Regions from separate parts of the Mus musculus genome. Here regions 2 and 3 are each linked to region 1. Evidence: chromatin contacts called from public ChIA-PET and HiChIP or PLAC-seq data. All regions are on one chromosome and are shown on one strand. Each heading gives the region's core, a stretch centred on a gene start, on an enhancer-like site or on the middle of the called end of the contact. The rest is flanking DNA. Distances are from core to core; before and after follow the strand shown.

Region 1 (3,702 bases), core at 597-3,096:
TACTCTTGTTTGTTTGTTTGTTTGATTGTTTTTTGGTTTTTCGAGACAGGGTTTCTCTGTGTAGCCCTGGCTGTCCTGGAACTCACTCTGTAGACCAGGCTGGCCTCAAACTCAGAAATCTGCCTGCCTCTGCCTCCCAAGTGCTGGGATTAAGGCTCATCTTGAGCCCCAGATCTGCATGCCCCAACCCTGCTGGCATTATTGACGTGTATCGTCCCACCAGGCTACAAGAACCTTTACAAGAATCACTTCATTCATCTAGGACAGGGTTTGACATCAGTGGCCAAGTCCAGCCTGCTATCTACCTCCGTGTGCCCTGCAAGCTGTGACTGAAGTTTACATTTTTCAATGGCTGAAAATAACCAACTTTGGACATGTGAAAATCGTACACTCCTTGAATGTTACTGCTCTTCAATCAAGTTTTACTGGTGCCCAATGTGTTCATTTATTGATATGGTCACCATGGCAGCTTTTATACAATAAAGGTCAATGGTGAATAGATATAACTGGTTGCACACAGCCAGAGCGCTTCAACCCAGGCCTCCAAAACCTAAGAACTATTTGACATCAAGACAGAAAAGCTGCCCGACATATGCTCTAGGCTACCTCGCTCTATTCTAAAATGGAAGTAGGGGCTGGGTGTTGTAGTGATGCCATTAATACCAGCACTTGGGAAGTAGAAGGGTCAAGAATTTACTTACAGTCACCCTCAGCTACATAATGAGTTCAAGGCCAGCCTGGTTTACATAGACTGTCTCAAACCACTTCACTTCCCCCCCCCACAAAAATCTGGATATTTGAGCTTCCTTTTTCCTCTGACAATTCCTTTTTCCTCTTTCTCAACATATATATGTATATATGTGTGTGTAACTTCATATATGTGTATATATGTGTGTGTGTAACTTCATATGTGTGTGTATCTTCATATATGTGTATATGTGTGTGTGTAACTACTACAGGTGATGTCACATTCATACCATCTGTATCATAAGGTATTTAGTAAGAATGAGGACTCAGGGCTGGGAGTGTAGCTTATAGTATGTATGGGCCCCAGGGAGGATGCACACAAAAGAAACAAATATACCTCAACATGTTTCATTTTTAAAAGGGGGGAGGGGCATCAGCTAGATGGCCCAGCAGGGCTGCCAAGCCTGGCCTGAAAGGCCTGAGTTCAGTCCCCTGGACCGATCTGATAGGAGAGAACGGACTCCCACAAGTTGTCCTCTGACCTCTACACTATCACTATCACTATGGTGAGCACAGCTCTGCACACTCACACACTAAATAAATAAAGTGTTATAATAAAACACTTAAATATTATTCTAAAATAAAAAACGAGAGAGAGAGAGAGAGCGCAAGACCATTTAGCTAACTGACCTGAGGTCTGTTTGATACTGTAAGTTAGCTATATCCATTGACAAGAACGACCGAAACAGCTGTTTGCTTTCTCAGACCTGTGACCTCAGCTGTAATAAAAAGCAAGCACCAGTCCGGTCTGATAAGATACAAATGTTGGCAAAAAGCCTAGAACCTCACAGAACCCTTCACACCTGCTCCTCCCACCTCGCCCACTGCTGTTTGCACTGGGCGGGGCTTCTCTCTGGGGCTTGGGAAACAGCCCTGGGCCTTAAACGTCTTTAGAGTTTCGTTTTTCAAGGGATTTTGCTGAGTTAAAAAAAAAAAAAAAAAAAAAAAAAAAAGAACCAGAGGCTATTGCTTGGAAACCAGCTAAGCAAATAGATTTCCAATTTATTGGATTTCTGAATTCTCCCATTCTTACAGAGCTTGGTAGAAAGATATATTGCAAAACTATTAAAGACAGATGAATGCGAAGCTGCAGTGCGTTTATAGCCCGAGCAGAGTCCACTGTCATCTTTCAAAGTGTCAGTCTGTAAATATTAGTCAGCTGGTTACAGGAAATAAAATTCCTTCAGAAACAAACCACCGAACAGATATTTACATTTCAGTTCAGTTCAAACAGGATAATTTATGATCAGTGGAAGAACTCAACCCGCAAACGCGATAGATTTATAAATTGAATTAAGAACATAACTTGTATACATCCTGTAGGAATGAATACACTGTCCTCCGCATGTGACCAGGATCGGGTGTCACTGCCAAGAACCACCCATCCTTCAACCTGCTCTGTGCTCATGATGCCCCCTGGTGGCTGCCAGCAGAACAGCTTGATTCCAGATCTACCTTCTTATTCTTATCCTTACAAAGTTCCTACACAGACCCACTTCCCTTTCCTCTCATCTCCACTGGCCAGCAGCTTTATCTTGTATTTCTTCTTTCATACACTATAAATCCATCAACTCTACAGAAATATTATGGAAATTGGGAAAGTTAATCTTCAATTGTAATTTATATCACCATGGCAGATCATTCAAACAATCTGTGCTCTGTGCACCCATTTCAGGAAGTGTTTGGCACACTGGATTTCCCTGGTTCTGGAACAAAATTCAGGCATCCCTTCTCCCCCACTCAGGAGACAAAGCACACACCCAGGTGCTCCAGACAGTTCATCCCACAAAGTACCTCAATTTAACAGGCAAGAAGGGGAACACTTTACTCTATTCTACTTCCTGACTCTAACATTACTGTCCTTCAGATCAGCCAGTTCGCAAATGGTGGCCCCACCTGTCAGATGTGCTATTCAAAAACTAAACCTCAGCCTCCTTGTGTCCATTTTCCTGGCTACCAGCAAGCCTTGGAATCTTACCTCCTTCTATCTCCTTTAATCTCCCTGGACATCTTCTGCCTATATCTTACTTCCCAAGGAACCAGTTTTTCCATTTTCCTACCTCCTGTGGCCTCAGAGTAGTTCTAAAAGGAGACACCGGTGGGCTCTAAGAAGTCTCCTTAAAGACATACTGGAAGCACACAGCCTGAGTCTCAACACTCTAGAGACAGAGGTAGGCAGAGCTCTCTGAGGTCAAGACCAGGCTAGACTACATGGCAAACCTGGCAACCTGAGATCTGAGCAAGATACCCAGAATGCACACAGAGGCGGAAAGAGAAGTCCAAGTCCATAAGGCTCTCTCTGTCCTCCACACATGCCAGGTCATGTGCACACACACACACACACACACACACACACACACACACGCACACACACATACATAGTAACAGGAATTTTTTTAAAAGACACCATGGAGCATGGCTACCCCAAAACTTCCCTCAGCATTTCCCTTCTCCATATACAATAAAACCTACCTCCTCTTCTGGATGTCAAACGCACGAGTGACCTGGACTCCCTACCTCCTCACACCACACACTCTGTATGGCTTACTACGCCTCTTGGGCTCAGAATGAACGTCTGCTCTTCAGACATTCCAGACCCATTCCACCTAAGGATCATGGTCCTGGGAGATCTTCTCTGTCTCCTCAGATCTGGCCCCTGGCTTTCCAGATCTCAATCTAGGGGTTACACCCTCACCGATCACCTAATTTAGGGGGCCACCTTGGCAATTATTCTGTGGGGTTATCTTAACCCTGCACATCACTTGTGACTCCTCCACATTCTTCTCGAGCGTGTGTTATGACTACCATCTCAGCTCCCCCAAAAGTCAGCTTGAGAAACTAGAACTGTGGTTTTTATGTTCAGCACTTCATCCCTGGGATATAGAAAGTGTGCCGAGGCAAAGGAAATGCTAAATAACATTCTTTATTTATTGACTAAGTGAATAAATAGAATAT
Region 2 (3,702 bases), core at 423-2,922, 200 kb after region 1:
TTTACAAAGTGAGTTCCAGGCCAGTCATGGCTACACAGAGACACCCTGTCTAGAAACAAACAAACAACAACAACAAAGAATAAAGAAGCACAATACCAGGGGCTGGAATGTCACACCGAGGTAGAGTGTTATCTATAGGTCTGGGTTCCTTCCCCAGCATCAAGACAGTTTATAAAGGAGATGGATGGCTGGGGAGATGGGAAAGTGCTTAAGCATATTTACGTTTTATTCAACTTGACACAAGCTAGGTCATCCCAGAGCTCCTAAAGGGAGATGGGAAGAAACAACAGGGGGATCCTGGTAAGCCTGTGGAACAGCTAGCCTAGCATATGAAACCACAAACAAGAGACCCTGGCTCAAGCCAGCTGAAATCAAGCAGTTATACCAGAGGGTGTCCTCTGAAGTCCACATAAACACCCTCACATATAATAAGCACACACACACACACACACACACACACACACACACACACACACACACACTTTAAAATTCCTGTTAAGCTAGGTGCTGTGTAACCAGGAGCCCAACATCATCCTCAGATACATAGCAGGTTCAAGGTCATTCAGGATTACATAAAACCCTGTTCTAAATAAATAAATAAATAAATAAATAAATAAATAAAGCCTCATGCTGTATTACAAAATGAGCCCTGTAGCAGAACTAATTAGTTCTGACTATTCTCTCTTATTAGGGAAACATAGTGATTATTTAAATAACTAAAGAACAAAAAGAAACAAAGTTCACTGGCAATAGAAAGTATGTGCTTCGGTACAGGCCTTTATTTCCAGCACTTGGGAGGCAGAGATAGGCGGGTCTCTGGGAGTTCTAAGACAGCCTGGCATATGAGTTCCAGGATAGCCAAGGCTCTTACAAAGAGAAATCCTCTCTCAAAAAACAAAACCAAAGAGGGAGGGAGAAAGGAAGGAAGGAAGGACAAACTTAACTATGCAAAACCCCTGAAGAGTTCTGTATTTACTTGTCCAAAATTTTTAGCAGAAAGCTCTAGAAAAATACCAGTTTGGGCCCCAAAAGGTGGCTCAGACAGTAAAGTTCTTGCTATGAAAGCCTAATAGCTTGAGTGTGACTCTCAAACCCACAGAAAGGTAGAAGAGACTCAGCTCCACAAAGTTCTCTCTGATCTCCATATGCACACTGTGGCGTCTGTACTCACTCGTGTGTACACACACACACACACACACACACACACTCACACTCATGATGATGATGACAATGATGATGATGATGATGATGATATCTGGTCAAACCAAGTCTGAAAACAGGTATAAAAAGAGACTATTTGCCTGGCCGTGGTGGAGCATGCCTTTAATCCTAGGATCTCTGTGAGTTCAAGGCCACTGGTCTACAGAATGAGAAAGAGTAAAAGAGAGAAAGCCAGTGAGAGAGAGAGATGGAGATGGGAGAGGGAGAGGGAGAGGGAGAGGGAGAGGGAGAGGGAGAGGGAGAGGGAGAGGGAGAGGGAGAGGGAGAGGGAGAGGGAGAGGGAGAGGGAGAGGGAGAGGGAGAGGGAGAGCAAAAGAGCTAGATTCTTCATTCTTAGATTCAAAACAAACAAAAAGGCTGAGGACGTGGCTCAGTTGGAACAGCTTGCTTAGCATGCACAAAGCTCTTGTTCAACCACCAGTACTATAAAAACAAACAAATCAGGGTAGCAAAGCCGTGACTCATCCGTCACATGAAGAGATGCAGCAGAAACAGTTCAGGTGAGCACCCTAGGAAGAGCAGTGAGGAAAACTCCACTGGGTGGCAAAATCCTATTGATTTAACTAGAGTGTTTTGAGACAGGGTCTCGTGCTGTCAAGGCTGCTCTTGGTCGTTCTGTTTCTACCTTCTGAGCTCTGAAATCACAGGCATTATATCATCATATTGCACTAAGACCTTTCTCTCTATGTGTGCATTTGTTGTGAATGTGTGTGTGTGTGTTGAGTATGTTTTGAATATTTTAAATTTATTCTTTGACAAGTTGACAATTTCAAACATGTATACAATGTATCTTGTTTGTATCCAACAGAAATCCCCATGGCTACTCCTCTGGGTTTCCCTAATATTTTCTCTTCCTACCTTCCTGTCTTTCTTTTTAGAGCCTATTGAGTCTGGCTAGCACTGCCTGCATGCACATGACTGTGGAGCCATCCACTGGAGCCTGGGTAACGTAACAATAGACACACTCCTAAAGAAAAATGACTCTCCTGCTCATCAATTGAACTTGTGGATTGCCAACAGTTCCTCGGCTGTGGGAAAGCCTCGTGAACTCCTCTCCCCTCCAGGCTGGAATGTTGACTGACTTGATCTCATGCAGGTCTTGTGCTGGTAAGCACAGCTGTTGTGAGCTCATGAGTGCCATAGCCATGCCATGCCCATAAAAGCATTTCACAGCACCCCTCCCTGACCTTCCACTCTTGCGTTATTTCTGCCCCATCTTCCTTGACAGTCCTTGAGTTGTGGGTGGAGGGGTTGTAGGACTGATATAAACGTCCCGTTTGGGGGTGAGCTCTCAAGAGTCCCTTATCCTCAGCATTTTGACCAGTAATCAGGTTGAGAGCAGCACTAATGTATGGTTATAAATGTAAATATTTTAGAAGGCTGTTTGACAGCATGTCCATTTAGCAAATAAGAGTAGAGGTTCCTCTATAGCCATGAGCTTTAGACCATAGTACCAGGCATGGATTGTCTCCTGTAGAGAGAATTCCTTCCTCAAATCTAAGCAGGAAACAGTTGGTTATCTCCACAGTAGCTATGCTGCTATTGCACAGGTAGGCACACTTTGCCTGGCAGGCCGGCGTTGTAATATGCAGGATCCACTGCTGGGTAAATCCACTGATGGCTCTTCTTCCCTAGTGGGGCTGCAGAGTATCTTCCAGCACTGTGAAACATGACCAGCAGGGAAAAGGTTTTCAGGTCAGTCCTTCATTGATTTCTTCATGTCCTGCAACCAACGTGTGTTATATCTTCAACAATAAGGTTTAGCCATTAGAAAGACCTTTGCAAAGCAGTGCCATTCGTCTTGGACAGGTATGACTAAGTTTATAAAAACCATCCATGGGGCTGGAGAAATGGCTCAGCGGTTAAAAGCACTGACTCCCAAAAGTCCTGAGTTCAAATCCCAGCAACCACATGGTGGCTCACAACCTCATAAAATAAATAAATTAAAAGAAAAAAAGCATCCACAGTGTGGAAAGAATTTAACATGGGTTGGATTATAAAACAAGCATGAAGGCTGCCATCTGAACCCTGTGGCAGATCAGCTCGGAACACACTTTCCAAAGCTATTTCATCTAGCAAGAAAAAGTGTAATCTTTAATGCCTTGGATGACCTTTATTTTTTCCAGAGTTGAGGACCAAACCCAGGACTTTGCACTTACCGGGCAAGCATTCTACCACTGAACTGAATCCCAACCCCTTGGATGACAGAAACGAACCTAGCAGCTGAACAGACTTATACTGTCATTTAGTGATGGTGTTAGCTAAACAATGTATGCCCTTTAACAAAAGACTGCTCATGGTGACAGGACTATGTGTTAGGCCTGAGGTGATGATGGCTCATACTTGTCATCCTCCAGTCAGATGGCTGAGACAGAAGGTTTGTGAGTTTAAAGGTCAGTCTAGACTACACAGTGAGGACTTGCTCAAATAAACAAATACAGGCTGTATATTATACAGGCGAAGTCCCACATAGCGATGCCT
Region 3 (3,702 bases), core at 832-3,331, 170 kb before region 1:
TTGGAAATAGTAAAATAATTACTCAAGAGACTAAAAACAGAATTAATATATAGTATAGTAATTATATTATATATCCTGCAGAATTGAAAGCAAAGACTTGGACAGATAACTTTAAACTTTTATTTTATTGGGCATGGCATGTGTGTGCAAAGGAGTGTCCCAGCATGTATGTGGAGATCAGAGACCATCTTTCAGGAGTCAGTTCTCTGCTCTCCAAGGCATCCAGGGATTGAAGTCAGACTCAGGCAGCAGGCACTTTTACTGGCTCAACCATCTTGCTAGCCTCTGAACAGAGACTTTATTTTATTTATTTTTTATTTTATTTTTCTCGAGTATATGTGTGGTGTGTATAGATGAGAGTGGGGGCACATTGTGAATGCACTCACAAGTGCACACATGTGTGTAGAGGCCAGAGGTTGACATGGAGGGCCTTCTGTCTTTTCACTGAGACAGGATCTAACAGTTAAACCCATAGCTCACCAATACAGTTTGTCTGACTAGGGAGCCTGGTGTGAAAATTCCCCCATCTGCCTTCTAATCACTGGAGTTATTGGTGAGTCACCCGGCCTGTCCAGCATTTCTGTGGGTTCTGAGGATGCAAACTCTGTCCTCAAGCTTGAGTAGTGCTGAACTCTGCCTGGCTTCAGGGATCGACCTAACCAGGGCAACAAGGGAATGAAGAAAGGACAGACACACATACAGAAGAGCTGGGATTGGGTACGCTTGGATCATTATAGTGGCCACCAAATGCAGCCCCAAACCTCAGCATGCCTAATGCATACAAGAAGGTGGGTTTGTAGCTTTAGTTGAACAAGGAGGCAGGATGAGTTAATTTTTGGTAGGGGTTCTCTATAGGGAAACATCCCAGGCTGCAGCCATTCTGGAGGAGGAAGCTGTGGTTGATAGCATCCACACACGCCGTCAGCATTCAAAGAGAGGGACCAGAGGAAAACTTTGCCATCCCTTTGAGCCTCACCCTGGAAGGCTTTGTCACCCATGGGGTCTGAGGTGTTGGAGTCCTTGACATGGCTGTGTTCATGTCAACAATACATTCAGTCAAGACTTCCACTCTCAACAGCACGGCCAAGTGCTTTGCCACTGAGTCATCATCTCTCCAGTCCTTGAAACTAACGTTCACAGCACTGTTATTCCACGACACCTACAATACTCAAACTATCCAATTGCCCTTCAAGAAACAGCTGGATAAACAAAAGTTTGGTACATTTAAAATATTATTTGGCCTTAAAAAAAGAAAAAAGGAAGAAAATTCTAACATCCTACAAAACCTTGAAAGCATCATGCCAAGTGACACAGGTGAGTGGCAGAGAGGCATCTATCCTGTCACTCATTTGAAGGGCTAACGTAGATCCTATTAGACAAGGAAGTCGAATGGAGGCTTCCAGGCACGGCAGACGGGGGTTATTTTGATGAGTAGTTTTTTTGTTTTTCTTTTTTTTTTTTTTTAAATTTTTTTTTGTTATTTATTTATTTATTATATGTAAGTACACTGTAGCTGTCTTCAGACACTCCAGAAGAGGGAGTCAGATCTTGTTACGGATGGTTGTGAGCCACCATGTGGTTGCTGGGATTTGAACTCTGGACCTTCGGAAGAGCAGTCGGGTGCTCTAACCCACTGAGCCATCTCACCAGCCCCTTGTTTTTCATCATAGCTATTTTTATCATTTGCTTTTTGTTTATTTTGGTGACAGGATTTCTCACCACACAGTCCAGGCTTACAGGTAAAGCCCACCAAGCTAGCTCAGCTTCGCACAACGAATAAAGTTACGGAAATGAGTGGAAACATTATGAATGTTTAATACCATGGACATGTACATTTAAAACTGGTTGTAAGGCTTGTCACTGTGACGGGGTATCTCACAGCTCAGGCTGACCTCCCACTGTGCATAGCTGAGATGACCTTGAATTCCCGATCTTGCTTCTACCTCCCAAGTGCTGGGATTACAGGTGTGTGCGGCTATTTGGCTGATGGTAATGTTTACCTAATTTCAACTTTAGAGGTTAGAGGGGTGGAGAGGACAAAGGGTAAGAAGGAAACAGGAAGTGTTGCTTCTGAGGTTCGTTCTGAGAGCACAGGCAAACAGGTCTAACTTGCTTCCAGGTAGAATACAGCAGTCAGGGAGCGAGCCCTGTAAACCACAAAGCAGCCAGAAAGACCGTGTGGGACATGCAACTCTACTCATAGTTAGCCAACTCAAAAGAAGCCAGAGGAAAGGAAGTTAAGACTAAAAGCGGGACATGGTGGAACACACGTGTAGCCTTTGTCAGGAATGGAAAGCAGGAAGACCCTAGTTCAAAGGTAGCCTGGATTACAAAGTAAGGCTGTTTCCAAAGAGAGGAGGGAATAGGGAGGAGGAAGGAGAGAGGAACGGAAAGGGGGAGTAGACAGTCACAATGACAGCTGCTTTAGAGAAACAGCCAAACATTTCCACTAAAGGGAAGAGACAGTCAGATAAGAATAAATTCCAACTAACTTCAACTCTCAAGGTGAGGTAGGCAGATCTCTGAGTGTGAGGCCAACTTGGTCTACAAAGCAAGCTCCAGGCCATCAAAGGCTGTCTCAAAACACACAAAACAAGTAAACAAAAGAATAAAGACCCCATCAAAGCCTGTGGGGCTACCATTTTTGTTTACATGTGTTTAACGTGTATGGCAATGCAGGGGTCACTTCTTTCCTCCCACTATGCTGGTCCCACGCAGGTCCTTGGGCTTGGCAGCCAGTGAGCCTCTAGCTACTGAGTCACCTCAGCTGCTGTTTATTTATTCTAAATTGTTTAATCTATACACAAAGGAAAGGAAATGAAAGGACAGAAAAGCATACACAGGAGTACCAAGAAGCTGTGTGCTGGAGTATTACTGTCAGACAAGTAGACTTCAAAGAACACATGGACAGAGAAGCCGTACACGATGCTAAAGGGTGAACGTGTTTTGAGAATGTAACAATTCTATTACATGCAGGCAAAAACTTAAAAAAAAAAAGATAAAACACGCAGAGCCACAGGGATGTTTGGTGATTCCAACTCTTTTTGGAAACAGGAGATGACAGAAAATCCATCAGGATACTGAAAAGATGAGAGATTCCACCGACTTTTGGAGCTAAACCCGCCAACCAGCAAAGTACACATTCTCTTCAGGAGCTTGAGAAACAAGCATTGTCACCACCACCGTCTGGCCCATAAAACAAGTCTCAAAAAAATGTAAAACTTAAATCTGACCTTTATGGAATTGAGTTTTAAAATAACAAAACAATGGAAATCCTCCAAATATTTAGAAATTGAGCATACTTTTGTGTGACTCATCACTCAAAGAATAATTTTAAAAAAAAATCAGAAAGTTATAAACTGAATAAGGAACACAGAGCCAGGCATGTCGGTAAAGGCTTGACAAGGCACACTTTTAACCAAGTACTCCGGAGGCAGACACAGGCAGACTCGAGTTCAAGGTCAGCCTGATTTATGAACCCCTGCCTCAGGACAAATGAAGAACAAGCCCCCTACAAACTCCCCCAAAAAATCAAAATGAAGAAAATCTAAAACATAAGTGTACGCAGACATGACTGAACAATCGTGGTGGTTCGAACGAGAATGACCCCCATAGACTCATATATTGGAATGCTTGGTCCCCAGTTGGTGGAACTGTTTGGGAAGGATAAGGTGTGCCCTTGTTGGAAGAGGTGTGTCACCG

The links. ChIA-PET counts read pairs in DNA pulled down with a chosen protein or histone mark. HiChIP or PLAC-seq counts read pairs in DNA pulled down with a chosen protein or histone mark.
Region 2: a FOXA1 HiChIP or PLAC-seq map of pancreatic cancer cells shows a contact between it and region 1. The contact joins two enhancer-like sites. A contact is called at or near these places in 2 of 39 promoter capture datasets (hippocampal neurons and neural stem cells), 5 of 484 Hi-C or Micro-C datasets (the HL-1 cell line and embryonic stem cells), 6 of 115 datasets of contacts at active chromatin or transcription factors (bone marrow-derived macrophages, embryonic stem cells, fetal liver and 2 more) and 2 of 9 other capture datasets (adipose tissue and liver).
Region 3: a contact with region 1 is called in an ESRRG ChIA-PET map of liver, with 8 times the contacts expected there. The contact joins two enhancer-like sites. A contact is called at or near these places in 2 of 39 promoter capture datasets (the 3T3-L1 cell line and hippocampal neurons), 5 of 15 datasets of contacts at CTCF or cohesin (CD8 T cells, the NIH/3T3 cell line, embryonic stem cells and 1 more), 62 of 484 Hi-C or Micro-C datasets (2-cell-like embryonic stem cells, the C2C12 cell line, CD8 T cells and 34 more), 24 of 115 datasets of contacts at active chromatin or transcription factors (the NIH/3T3 cell line, SST interneurons, craniofacial prominence and 17 more) and 4 of 9 other capture datasets (adipose tissue, embryonic stem cells, liver and 1 more).

Annotation. Positions count from the first base shown.
Region 1 is chr6:134,613,330-134,617,031 of GRCm38.p6, forward strand. The region is part of intron 3 of Mansc1 (MANSC domain containing 1); the gene reads right to left. Among named protein-coding and RNA genes, the nearest start is that of Gm38910, 7.2 kb to the left of the region's middle. Within about 2 kb of position 1,847, at least 70 of the 459 cell types and tissues checked have an H3K27ac peak or open chromatin away from gene starts, as enhancers often do. A contact at or near this core is called in the C2C12 cell line, the HL-1 cell line, granulosa cells and 4 more, where this site is marked.
Region 2 is chr6:134,818,284-134,821,985 of GRCm38.p6, forward strand. 1700055D16Rik (RIKEN cDNA 1700055D16 gene) reads left to right here. Exons shown (of 2, transcript NR_151454.1): 2 at 2,100-3,137. Among named protein-coding and RNA genes, the nearest start is that of Crebl2, 10 kb to the right of the region's middle. Within about 2 kb of position 1,673, at least 33 of the 459 cell types and tissues checked have an H3K27ac peak or open chromatin away from gene starts, as enhancers often do. A contact at or near this core is called in the HL-1 cell line, neural stem cells and pancreatic cancer cells, where this site is marked.
Region 3 is chr6:134,441,345-134,445,046 of GRCm38.p6, forward strand. No RefSeq gene overlaps it. Among named protein-coding and RNA genes, the nearest start is that of Gm52921, 7.9 kb to the right of the region's middle. Within about 2 kb of position 2,082, at least 61 of the 459 cell types and tissues checked have an H3K27ac peak or open chromatin away from gene starts, as enhancers often do. A contact at or near this core is called in the C2C12 cell line, granulosa cells, hepatocytes and 1 more, where this site is marked.